Linked DNA regions of Pan troglodytes: region 1 is linked to region 2. The links are chromatin contacts, called in public HiChIP or PLAC-seq maps. All regions are on one chromosome and are shown on one strand. Each heading gives the region's core, a stretch centred on a gene start, on an enhancer-like site or on the middle of the called end of the contact. The rest is flanking DNA. Distances are from core to core; before and after follow the strand shown.

Evidence for each region. HiChIP or PLAC-seq counts read pairs in DNA pulled down with a chosen protein or histone mark.
Region 1: a contact with region 2 is called in an H3K4me3 HiChIP or PLAC-seq map of stem cell-derived excitatory neurons, with 5 times the contacts expected there. The contact joins the promoter of BANF1 here to the promoter of KAT5 in region 2. A contact is called at or near these places in 1 of 7 Hi-C or Micro-C datasets (stem cell-derived neural progenitor cells) and 1 of 1 datasets of contacts at active chromatin or transcription factors (stem cell-derived excitatory neurons).

What each region holds. Positions count from the first base shown.
Region 1 is chr9:68,329,635-68,335,569 of NHGRI_mPanTro3-v2.0_pri, forward strand. BANF1 (BAF nuclear assembly factor 1) reads left to right here and starts at 2,810. Exons shown (of 3, transcript XM_016921282.3): 1 at 2,810-2,948; 2 at 3,670-3,808; 3 at 4,061-4,581. The coding sequence starts at 3,686. The coding sequence ends at 4,207. It overlaps EIF1AD (eukaryotic translation initiation factor 1A domain containing), which reads right to left and starts at 2,597. Exons shown (of 8, transcript XR_010147257.1): 1 at 2,475-2,597; 2 at 735-913; 3 at 485-593; 4 at 1-105.
Region 2 is chr9:68,036,601-68,043,228 of NHGRI_mPanTro3-v2.0_pri, forward strand. KAT5 (lysine acetyltransferase 5) reads left to right here and starts at 1,516. Exons shown (of 13, transcript XM_001170139.7): 1 at 1,516-2,234; 2 at 2,334-2,400; 3 at 2,725-2,793; 4 at 2,881-3,017; 5 at 3,552-3,626; 6 at 3,733-3,807; 7 at 4,455-4,703; 8 at 4,781-4,870; 9 at 6,587-6,628. The coding sequence starts at 2,223.

The sequences.
Region 1 (5,935 bases), core at 1,560-4,059, 290 kb after region 2:
ACCCCTCCTTCTGCAGAGAGCGCACGTGGTCCTTGCAGAGCACAAACGAGATTTCAGCCTTCACCTTTTCTCCCTCTTCAATGGGGTCAACAATGAGAAAGTCCCCTGTAGGTAAGAAGAGAAAAGGCAAAGTCAGGCCTGCTTGCAATAAGGAAAGCCAAAGCCATAGGAAGTGGTTCTATCTCCTAGAGAGGGCTGCCTCTCTCACCTCTCTCTCTTTTTTCTTTTTTTTGAGACAGGGTCTTGCTCTGTTGCCCAGGCTGGCAAGCAATAGCATGATCATAGCTGACTGCAGCCTCCACCTCCCAGGCTCAAGTGATTCTCAGGCCTCAGCCTCCTGAGTAGCTGGGATCACAGGCACGTGCCCAACTAATTTTTTTCTTTTTGTAGAGACAAGGTCTCATTATGCTGCCCAGGCTGGTCTCAAGCGATCCTCCCATCTCAGCCTCTCAAAGTGCCGGGATTACAGGAGTAATCCTCTCACCTCTCTTGATCCAGATGTTCTTGCGGTATTTGGAGGGCATGCTCACCAGGAAGCGCTGCCCTTGGGCTGTCTCCACCTCATGCAGATTGTTCCCTGGGGTCCTGAGTACCTGGTTCAGGAGAGACCAAGAATCAGTCTCATCAGTCAGATCAAACACCCTCTCAGACACGCTGCACCCTACCCCCACCCCAGGGGCCCTCCAGGGCTGCAGGGGTGGGGAGCAGAACAGCTTGTGCCCCAAGCCACTCACCCTGACAATCTGCTGCTGGTCGGAGGGCACTATGTGCTCCCCTAGCACCTCCTTCACCACATGCTTCCTCTTGGTGGCCTGAGACATGCTGAAGTTGTCCCACGCTGGTTAGGAACGAAGACACTGTCAACTCCTCCTCCTGAGTTCCTTGGATGGCAGGCTCAGAACCCAGGACTGTTCTGAAGATGGGGAGGGGCCTTTTACTGAGGGGTGACACGGTGTCTTGGTTAAGAACATGGGTTCTGAAGTCTAACTGCCTGGATTCAAATCCTACCTTGGTTTATTTCCTAACTATTCAACTTCTCTAGGTCCCAGAGAAATAACAGCTAACTCAGCACTGTTACAGTATGGTATGAGGCCACCACTTCTCCTGTTGGCCTTCTTCGTTTCTCCCCAACCTCCCCTTTTCCCTAGTTTATAAGACAGGAGAAAAGGGAGAAAGCAAAAAGTTGGAAAGAAACAGAAGTAAGATAAATAGCTAGATGACCTTGGCACCACCACCTGGCCCTGGTGGCTAAAATAATAATAATCTTATTAACCCCTGACCAAAACTACTGGTGTTATCTGTAAATTCTAGACATTGTATAAGAAAGCACTGTAAAACTTTTTGTTCTGTTAGCTGATGTATGTAGCCCCCAGTCACGTTTCTCACGCTTACTTGATCTATTATGACTTTTTCACGTAGACCCCGTAGAGTTGTAAGCCCTTAAAAGGGCTAGGAATTTCTTTTTCGGGGAGCTTGGCTCTTAAGACACGAGTCTGCCGACGCTCCCGGCCGAATAAAAAAACCTCTTCCTTCTTTAATCTGGTGTCTGAGGGGTTTTGTCTGCGACTCGTCCTGCTACAACAGAATGGGACAATACAATGCATGTCATGTAAAAGTAACTCCGGCCGGGCGCGGTGGCTCACGCCTGTAATCCCAGCACTTTGGGAGGCCGAGGTGGGCGGATCACGATGTCAGGAGATCGAGACCATCCTGGCTAATACGGTGAAACCCCCTCTCTACAAAAATACAAAAAATTAGCCGGGCGTGATGACGAGCGCCTGTAGTCCCAGCTACTCGGGAGGCTGAGGCAGGAGAATGGCGTGAACCCGGGAGGCGGAGCTTGCAGTGAGCCGAGATCGCGCCACTGCACTCCAGCCTGGGCGACAGAGCAAGACTCCGTCTCAAAAAAAAAAAAAAAAAAAAAAAAGTAACTCCTATAATCTTAAGTACTGGTGTAATATAAAACTATACGCATGCTCCAGAGAAGTCATCCTGGCAACCTCTCTGGAAGGAGTTTGAAATAAACCGTATCTTTCTCAACACGCTTGTACACCCCAAGTCTAGCATAGTCACACAACAGAGAAGTTCAGTCTGGCAACACACTACAGCCGGAGACAAATTAGGTGGCCACCGTGATGGTCCAAGCCAGGAACTAGTTAATTAAAGGTTGAGGTGAGCAGGCTTGTCTGCGACATTTGCATATTTCTGACTTGCGTACTTAGAAGACGAAGGCCAGTACCCTTAAGACTGATGGTTTCCGAAGGAAACACTGTCATCTCTAGTTGCTGTCCTCCTTCCTCCTCCCTGTCTATCCCGGAGAAAAGACCCTCAGAGAAACACCCACACTTAGTCTCTGGCCCTCGGCTCCCAGGAACGCTGCCGGAGCAACCCCGCCGTCTAGGCTGGACGCTGAGAGAGGATCGTCCACGACTCACTTCAAGGCTGAACCAAGAAAACACAGTAAAGGAACTTGCCGGCGGCCGCGACGGTAGCGTCAGCTAGAAATCAGGTCTCCAGTGTTCCCAGTTCCCACCAGTCCAACTGCGAGGAGTGCGACGTGAGTCTGAGTCTGATCCCTCCGAAAACCGTACTTCCGGCGCTGTCTCGGAGGCCTCCGGTCCCCTCCCTTGTCCGTCTTCTAACTCTTCCCCACGCCAGGTCCGTCAAGCCTAAGTCCTTGAGTTCCGGGTCCGGGCAGCAGAGAAAGGAAGTCCTCTCCCTGGAGGCCTATCTCCCTCAGAACTGCGCGAGAAGCGAGACCTTAGAAGGCAGGGCTTCCCGCGAAGGACCGGAAAGCAGCGCCTACTAAGGACGCCGTCGAGGTCCGGGGCGCCTCAACTCTATAGCTCTAACTGGCTAGAAGTGCCCAACGTGGAAGGTTTCTTTTTTAAAGGCGGCTCTTGAAGCGACCCGGAAACGGAAGTGGAAGAAAGTTCTAGTGGCTTGAGGTATCCGCAGGAGCGGCCGGGTGGCGGGAGGAACCGTTACGGGAACTGAAGTTGCGGGTGAGCGCCAGCCGCGGAGCAGGGCCCTGACTGGAGGCCAGAGGGGTTGCGGGGAGAAGGGGAGGAGAGGGGTCGCAGGCGCTGTGGCGGGCCCTGGGGGAGAGCTTGGCCGCGCTGCGGGGAGGGGGCGGGGTGCGGCGCGTGGGAGCCGGGCCGCGGGAAGGGGCGGGCCGCAGCGGCGCTCGGTGGGGGCGGAGCTGGGGCGCGGCGTGAACCCCGCGGGCGGGGAGCGGGTGTGCGCAGCGCTAGGTGTGCGCTTCGCCCTGTAGGTAGAGAGACCCTTTGGTTAGCTTTCCACGCCAAGTGGCCGTTCCAGGCAGTCAGTGTCGTCTTGGTTCAGCCAAGGTCACAGAGGGAGTGACAGCTTCCGCGCAGCCCTGGCTACGGACTCTGGGAATCTTTCCACTGCCCCGCTTGCGCCACCTGTTAGGCAGGATCGTTTTTCCTCTGGGGCAAGATCAAAATCCAGGTCCTGCAGGAAGAAACTCCTCTTAAAAATAGTAGGGAAGAGTCTCCCTGGAACTGGTTTCTCCTTTCAGGATGAGGGGGATCGAGCAAGCCACGGTAGCCCCTGGCTTGGCTTCCTCTTACTATGAGATTGCTCGTGGGCCCTTAGGAGTTCCAGGTCTTCAGCCCTAATCTGCCTTTTTTTTGGGATTCCTAGATTAAGCCTGATCAAGATGACAACCTCCCAAAAGCACCGAGACTTCGTGGCAGAGCCCATGGGGGAGAAGCCAGTGGGGAGCCTGGCTGGGATTGGTGAAGTCCTGGGCAAGAAGCTGGAGGAAAGGGGTTTTGACAAGGTGTGGGGTGGCTGCGTGTACCTAGTGCAAGCGGGGGGTGGAAGGGAAGTGATTCCATCTGCTGGGGGATGGACAGTAAGGTATAATCTGAAGAGGCTGCCAGAGCCTGGGCACCTGGTGGAGAGGAGAGGGGGGCAAAACCTGCGCTGCTTCCTGGGCTTGTGTGCTCTGAATGGCACAGGAATGGCTGTCTTGCTCTTATCTCTCACTGAGCACTGAGCAGCACGCCCCTTCCTTTTCCCTGTTTTGCAGGCCTATGTTGTCCTTGGCCAGTTTCTGGTGCTAAAGAAAGATGAAGACCTCTTCCGGGAATGGCTGAAAGACACTTGTGGCGCCAACGCCAAGCAGTCCCGGGACTGCTTCGGATGCCTTCGAGAGTGGTGCGACGCCTTCTTGTGATGCTCTCTGGGAAGCTCCTAATCCCCAGCCCTCATCCAGAGTTTGCAGCCGAGTAGGGACTCCTCCCCTGTCCTCTACGAAGGAAAAGATTGCTATTGTCGTACTCACCTCCGACGTACTCCGGGGTTTTTTGGGAGTTTTCTCCCCTAACCATTTCAACTTTTTTTTGGATTCTTGCTCTTGCATGCCTCCCCCGTCCTTTTTCCCTTGCCAGTTCCCTGGTGACAGTTACCAGCTTTCCTGAATGGATTCCCGGCCCCATCCCTCACCCCCACCCTCACTTTCAATCCGTTTGATACCATTTGGCTCCTTTTTTGGCAGAACAGTCACTGTCCTTGTAAAGTTTTTTAGATCAATAAAGTCAGTGGCTTTCATGACTGGGCTTTGTGCACTGAAAAGCAAGTGGGCTGGGAGTTGCCTCTCCTCCAGGGACTGACCATGTTTCCCTCACTCCTTATCAGTAGAGACCGAAACTGGCAGCTTCCCTTCCACTCCCAGAGGGCAGCCACCCTAGCCATGTAGGCCTCAGGCAGGTGACTTGTGTCTCAATCCCTGAGTGATGTGGGAGAGGGTGTGGGTGGATCTTTTCCTGGGAGCCAGATGGACTGTGCTCCAGATGTCAGTTAAGTCAACAGCTGGGCTAGGCAGCACCTGGTGGAAAAGTCAGTGGGAGTCAGAGGTACCAGACAGGGTGGGCCGGATGTGGGTGACAGTTGACCTGCCAGTCATCATATCATCTGCTCTCCCGGCCTCTGTAAGGGTGGGCAGGGTGCTTGCCATCTTCCATGATCTCTTAGGGAGGAGAAGGAGCACAGGCATCACAGCTGGAAGGATGTGAGGGGAGTACACCTCAGTACATTTTAGTCCTGTTCTTTTTGTTTACTTTTTAACTTAATAGGGACAGGGCCCTGCTCTGTTGCCCAGGCTGGCCTTAAGCGATCCTTAAGCCTCCCAAAGCGCTGTGACTATAGGTGTGAGCCACCATACCCGGCCAGCCCTATTATTTCTTGAACACTTAGTATGAACCAGGCTTGAAGCTAAAATCTTCGCAAACATTTTTTTCTTTCACAATAATAAATATTTTCTCCTTTACAGGTGAGGAAATTTGAGGCTCAAGAGAGGCTAATTTGCCCATGGACTTGCTCCTGGGAAGTAGCCAGACTGGAACTCAAACTAGCTTGGAAACCCACGGACCCGGCCATGTGTTCCTTGGTCGTGGCTTAGCCTCTCTGAGCCTCAGTTTCTCCACTTGGAAAATGAGGTGGTTGTAGGGAAAGGATATTTGCAGCAGTATAAACAACAAAGGACTATTTCCATAGCACATACAGAATTGCAATCAAGAAAAAAGCGGACTGGCTGGGCGCAATGGCTCACGTTTGTAATCCCAGCACTTTCAGAGGCCGAGGTGGGTGGATCACCTGAGGTCAGGAGTTCAAGACCAGCCTGGCCAACATGGTGAGACCCCATCTCTACCAAAAATACAAAAATTAGCCGGGTGTGGTGGTGCACGCCTGTAATCCCAGCTACCCAGGAGTCTAAGGCAGGAGAATCGAACTTGGGAGGCAGAGGTTGCAGTGAGCCGAGATCACGGCCATTGCACTCCAGCCAGGGTGACCAGAATGAAATTTTGTCTCAAAAAAAAAAAAAAAACAAAAAAACAAAAATGGGTAAAAGACCTAAGACAGCCACAGAAGAGGGTTCCCTCCCAGTAAATAAGCACAGGAAAGG
Region 2 (6,628 bases), core at 266-2,765:
CCTAACAAACTTGCTTTCACTTTATGGCCTCGCCCTCAATTCTTTTTTTTTTTTTTTTTTGAGACGGAGTCTTGTTCTGTTCCCAGGCTGGAGTGCAGTGGCCTGATCTTGGCTCACTGCAACCTCCGCCTCCCGGGTTCTCCTGCCTCAGCTTCCTGAGTAGCTGGGATTACAGGCGCGCACCACCACACCAGCCTAATTTTTGTATTTTTAGTAGAGATGGGGTTTCATCATGTTGGTCAGGCTGGTCTCGAACTCCTGACCTCAGGTTATCCACCTGCCTGGCCTCCCAAAGTGCTGGACTCGCCCTGAATTCTTTATTGCACGAGATCCAAGAACCCTCTCTTGGGGTCTGGATGGGGACCCCTTTCCTGTAACACTGGGATTATAGGCGTAAGCCACCATGTTCAGCCACCTCTGAGGCAGGAAAATAGGGTCTGGAGGCAGGGAACATATAAGGCCGATTCACACTTCAGTTATGACGGGAAATATCCTCTCCTTAGGGAGTACACCCTAAATGACTTTGTAACTTTACTTCATCCTCTTCATTTACATATGGCATATCCCAAATAACCAATGGAATCCTCCAAAGGGTATTTAAACTCCAACAAATTCTGTAACTGGGCCCTTGAGCACCTATGCTCAGCCGGCCCCAACACTGGAGTGTACTTTCATTTTCAATAAATCGTTCATTCCTTCCTTGCTTTGTGCATTTTGGCCAATTCTTTCTTTTTCTTTTTCTTTGAGACACAGTCTTGCTCTGTCTGGAGTGCAGTGGCGCCATCTCGGCTCACTGCAAGCTCTGCCTCCCGGGTTCACGCCACTCTCCTGCCTCTGCCTCCCGAGTAGCTGGGACTACAGGCGTCTGCCACCACGCCCAGCTAATTTTTTGTATTTATTTTTAGTAGAGACAGGGTTTCACCGTGTTGGCCAGGATGGTCTCAATCTCCTGACCTCGTGATCCGCCCGCCTCGGCCTCCCAAAGTGCTGGGATTATAGGCGTGAGCCACCGCGCCCAGCTGTTTTGTCCCATTATTTTAGATGCCAAGAACCTGTACACCCTCCACCGGTGACACCTTCACAGTTTTGAGGAGTATTCATGGGGTATTTTGTAAAATGTTTCTCAATTGGGATTTGTCTGATGTTTTTCTCATGATTAGACTGGAGGCAGCTGGGATTACAGGTGTGAGCCACCATGCCCAGTCTCCAAACCCTGTTTACACAAAAATTTAAAAAAATTAGCCAGGCTTGGTGGTGCGCGCCTGTAGTCCCAGCTACTGGAGAGCCTGAGGTGGATCACTTGATCCCGGGAGGGGGAGGCTGCAGTGAGCGGAGACTGTGCCTCGCTGGCTGCACTCCAGCCCGGGCGAGAGAGCCAGACCTTGTCTCAAAAAAAAAAAAAAAAAAAAAAAAAAAAAAAAAAAAAAGCCTAATATGGCTGAGGGCGGTGGCTCACGCCTGTAATCCCAGTACTTTGTGAGGCCGAGGCGGGCGGATCACGAGGTCAAGAGCTCTAGACCATCCTGGCCAACATGGTGAAACCCCGCCTGTACTAAAAATACAAAAATTAGTTGGGTACTCGGGAGGCTGAGGCAGGAGAATCGCTTGAACCCGGGAGGCGGGGGTTACAGGGAGCTGAGATCGCGCCACTGCACTCCAGCCTGGCGACAGAGCGAGACTCCGTCTCAAAAATAAATATATACAAATTAAAAAAGCCTAATATACAAAATAAAGCTAGGAATCTTCCCTGAGTCCTCTTGCCTACGGAATGAAGTCCACAGACTTGGGGGAGCGTTCGAGCCCTTCTAAGCCCACTTCCTTTCTCCAGCCTCTCACGCCCAGTTGACTCCCGGCAACACCTCCCACCGCCACAAGGAGACGCCCGAGGACTTCCCTCCGTCAAAGCCAAAAACGGTATTGCCACGTGACCCGCTCCGCATACACGTGACCAGCTTCGCACCCGGTGGGCGTCACGTGACGGACTCAGTAGACCGCCACTGGCTGTGCACTTTATGGGGTTTCCACCTAGGGCTCGGCCTGAGGCTTGTAACACTCCGTTTTCCCCCGAGTCACAGGGGCAGTCTTGCCCCTCGCAGCTGGGTCGCGGTGTCTCTCAAAGGTCCCCCTCTACAGGGGCTTCGTGAAGCCCGGGCCCACAGGGCGCTCGGTCCCGGAAGTGACGTCTCCCAGAGGGGCCGGAAGTGGCAGTGGAGGGAGGGAAGATGGCGGAGGTGGTGAGTCCGGTGCCCGGGGCGGGGCGGAGGGAGCCAGGGGAGGTGGGTAGAGCCCGAGGCCCCCCAGTAGCCGACCTTGGCGTCGCGCTGTCTCCCCAGGGGGAGATAATCGAGGGCTGCCGCCTACCCGTGCTGCGGCGGAACCAGGACAACGAAGATGAGTGGCGTGAGTGACGTTGGGGGGCGGGACTAAGGAACCTGAGGGCGAGGGGCGGAAGGGAGTCAACTGAAATCCCGGGATGGGGAGGGGCCTCTGGAATTATGGGGCGGGCGAGGCGCAGATAGTTTGATGAAGGGGCGTGGCTCTTAGCTGCTCCGAGAGGTACAGGGCGGGGCCTGGAAAGGGGTGGCACTTGTGACTGAAGGCGGCTTAGGAGAGACCTAAGTGCTGGAGCTTAGGGATCCGGCCTGGGGGTGGAGTTCAGGTCGTGGAAGGGTGGAGTCTCATAGCCTGGCCTGTCTAAGGCCCCTGTCTATGCTATTCTCATAGCCCTGGCCGAGATCCTGAGCGTGAAGGACATCAGTGGCCGGAAGCTTTTCTACGTCCATTACATTGACTGTGAGTTCTGGGCCTGAGGTGGGGCATCAGGGTAGGGTTGGGGGACAGTCTTTGGCATTCTGTCCTGAGCCATCCCCACTGCTACAGTCAACAAACGTCTGGATGAATGGGTGACGCACGAGCGGCTGGACCTAAAGAAGATCCAGTTCCCCAAGAAAGAGGCCAAGACCCCCACCAAGAACGGACTTCCTGGGTCCCGTCCCGGCTCTCCAGAGAGAGAGGTGGTGAGTAGGTCCCCCACTTCACCTTTTCTCTCCTGCCTCCTATTTCTCTTGTCTGTTGGCATTAGGGGCTCCTGGATGGGCAGGAGGCGGCTCCCTCTCACCCTGACTTCATCTTGCAAAGGATGGGGGCCAAATTGCACATGTAGCTCCCAGAGTCCAGTAGCTAGTCCTGTGTCCTTCAGAAGGCGAGGGTGGGGTTTGATAATTTTGAGGTGAGGGACCCCTCTTCCCCTTCCCCATCCCACTGCCATCCCCGCCCCAGAGGAAGACCCTGGACCTATCTCTACAGCCGGCCTCGGCGCAGGCCAGCGGGAAGACCTTGCCAATCCCGGTCCAGATCACACTCCGCTTCAACCTGCCCAAGGAGCGGGAGGCCATTCCCGGTGGCGAGCCTGACCAGCCGCTCTCCTCCAGCTCCTGCCTGCAGCCCAACCACCGCTCAACGGTACCCTCAGCAATTCCAGGGACCTTGCTTTCTTCTCAGGTCCCACCTTCTCTACCTTCTGACCCACCTTTGTTGGTTTCTCTCTGCAGAAACGGAAGGTGGAGGTGGTTTCACCAGCAACTCCAGTGCCCAGCGAGACAGCCCCGGCCTCGGTTTTTCCCCAGGTGAGTTCCCCAAACCATCTCTTGTTCCCTTCCTCTCTTCTACTCTCTGGTGGCTTCTTTCAGGCTCATTTCACAGCCATCCCTTCTTTTCCTACTATCTCGGCAGAATGGAGCAGCCCGTAGGGCAGTGGCAGCCCAGCCAGGACGGAAGCGAAAATCGAATTGTTTGGGCACTGATGAGGTGGGTCTGGGTAGCAGCAGAAGGGAACTGGGTGAAAAGGAAGGGATGCAGGCAGGGTGGAGAGTTATTTAGTGATGAGTTTAAAAATAAAGAAGGGGTGGTGGGCAGAGCTAGTGTTGGTGGGATTAGGAGACAGGCAGAACATGGTTCAAATGAGTCATTGGGGCCGGGCGCCATGGCTCATACCTGTAATCCCAGCACTTTGGGAGTCCAACCAAGGCCGGCGGATCACCTGAGGTCAGGAGTTTGAGACCAGCCTGGCCAACATGGTGAAACCTTGTTTCTACTAGAAATACAAAAATTAGCCAGGCGTGGTGGCGGGTGCCTGTAATCCCAGCTCGGAAAGCTGAGGCAGGAGAACTGCTTGAACCCCGGAGGTGGAGGTTGCAGTGAGCCAAGATCGCGCCACTGCCCTCCAGCCTGGGCGACAGACTGAGACTCCATCTAAAAAATGGGGTCATTGGGTGATCTTTTCCACATCATCGATCCTTTAGGGTTTCAGGATTTTTATCTGGAAATTGGGGATCATGGTACCTCCCCCTTAGGGTTACTGTTAGGCTTGAAGGAAACCTGTCAAAGGGCTGTGAGCTGTGGTGTCTTGCTGAGCTGTCTCTTACAACCTGGTATTTTCCACTGGCCCTGGGCAGGACTCCCAGGACAGCTCTGATGGAATACCGTCAGCACCACGCATGACTGGCAGCCTGGTGTCTGATCGAAGCCACGACGACATCGTCACCCGGATGAAGAACATTGAGTGCATTGAGCTGGGCCGGCACCGCCTCAAGCCGTGGTACTTCTCCCCGTACCCACAGGAACTCACCACATTGCCTGTCCTCTACCTGTGCGAGTTCTGCCTCAAGTACGGCCGTAGTCTCAAGTGTCTTCAGCGTCATTTGGTATGAGGGGTCCAGGGAGGCTGCCTTCCCAGCACCCTCCACGTTGCCCTTGTTCCTGATCCTCCTCTCTTCCCCAGACCAAGTGTGACCTACGACATCCTCCAGGCAATGAGATTTACCGCAAGGGCACCATTTCCTTCTTTGAGATTGATGGACGTAAGAACAAGGTTAGTGCTTGAGAGGCAGTGAGGCGCTGGGGTGAATCAAATGACAGCTTCTTCTTGCTCAGGTAAACACTGACCAGTCAAGCCAGCAGATCAGTCCAGCCCATTTTTATTGAGTTCCTGCTGTCTGGCAGGTGCTGGTAGCCAGGAATGAGACAGTCTCTGTTCTCTGACAGCTTAGTCCATGGGAGAGACAGTCATACCAATGACCTCTAGCTCCCAGTGTCCTAAGTGTCATGAAACAGTGGGTAGGTTAGCAGGACCCAAAGGAGGTGGTCAGCAGAGCTTCATAGAGGGTTACCTTTCAACCTCGGTGGATGACAAAGTGGCTGAGGGGATTTCTTGCAGTGGTGTTCTGAGGAGTAGGCATGGATGCACAAAGGTGGTCTTTGTGAAAGGCAGAGATCATTCTGGCTGGGAGGCAGAAAAGGGAGGATGAGGGAAGGCTCGTACACGGGACAGAGCTTAGGTGATGAAGATGCTGTGTTAACCACTATTCTGTAATTATTAATGTGGACCTGGGCATCCAAGTGGCAGTACCCAGCAGCAGGCGGTTAAAAAGCAATTCCTGGGCTGGGCACGGTGGCTCACACCTGTAATCCCAGCACTTTGGGAGGCTGAGGCGGGCGGATCACAAGGTCAGGAGATCGAGACCATCCTGGCTAACACGGTGAAACCCTGTCTCTACTAAAAAGTACAAAAAATTAGCTGGGCGTGGTGGCGGGTGCCTGTAGTCCCAGCTACTCGGGAGGCTGAGGCAGGAGAATGGCGTGAACCCAGGAGGCAGAGTTTGCAGTGAGCCGAGATTGCACCACTGCATTCCAGCCTGGGAGACAGCAAGACTTCGTGTAAAAAAAAATAATAAAATAAAAAGCAATTTCTGGCTGGGCACAGTGGCTCATACCTGTAACCCCAGCACTTTGGGAGGCCAAGGTGGGCCAATCACTTGAGCCCAGAATTTCGAGACCAGCCTGGGCAACATGGAGAAACCCCCAGGTACTCGGGAGGCTGAGTTGGGAGAATCACCTGAGCCTGGGAAGTCAAGGCTGCAGTGACCCATGATTGCATGATTGCATCACTGCACTCCAGCCTGGGTGACAGGAGTGAGACCCTGTGTCAAAAAAAAAAAAAAACAAAAAAAACCCACAATGTCTGAAATGCAGGAGAAATCATGTGCAAAGCAGCAGGATTCATAATTTTGCTGGGGTAAACCCTAAGGCAGTTATTTTGTTAAATTCCAGAATTCCTTAACTCTGTTGTAGAGTAGCAGATCAGTTCCCAGGAGGTGTGACTGTGGATGTAGAATGTTAGGTTTTTTAACAGCTAGACTCCCAAGACTGTTAGATAGGGAGTCAGTGGTCAGAGTCTCACTTTGGACACATTAGTTCGTTGGCTGCTGTTAAAAAACATTAAAAGGCAGTGGTCTCTCCTGGTCAGGCTTAGAATGGAGGTGTGTGGAGCAAGGCGGGAAACTTGCCTGACTGAGCAGGGAGGCACTCAGACACCATCACACATCTGGCACACAGGCTTTTCAACACTGAGGAGCAGCCCTGCCTAAGCTGCGGGCTGGTGGAGTGGGTCAGGCCCAGCCAGGGAAGAACACTCATCACCTAGCAGCCTGGGGCATAGCACGAACGGTGAAGCTCCTGGTCGACCCTGAACCACTGGCCAGGCTCAAGGCGGGATACCCAGAGTGGTAACAAGCCTTTTCTCTTGCAGAGTTATTCCCAGAACCTGTGTCTTTTGGCCAAGTGTTTCCTT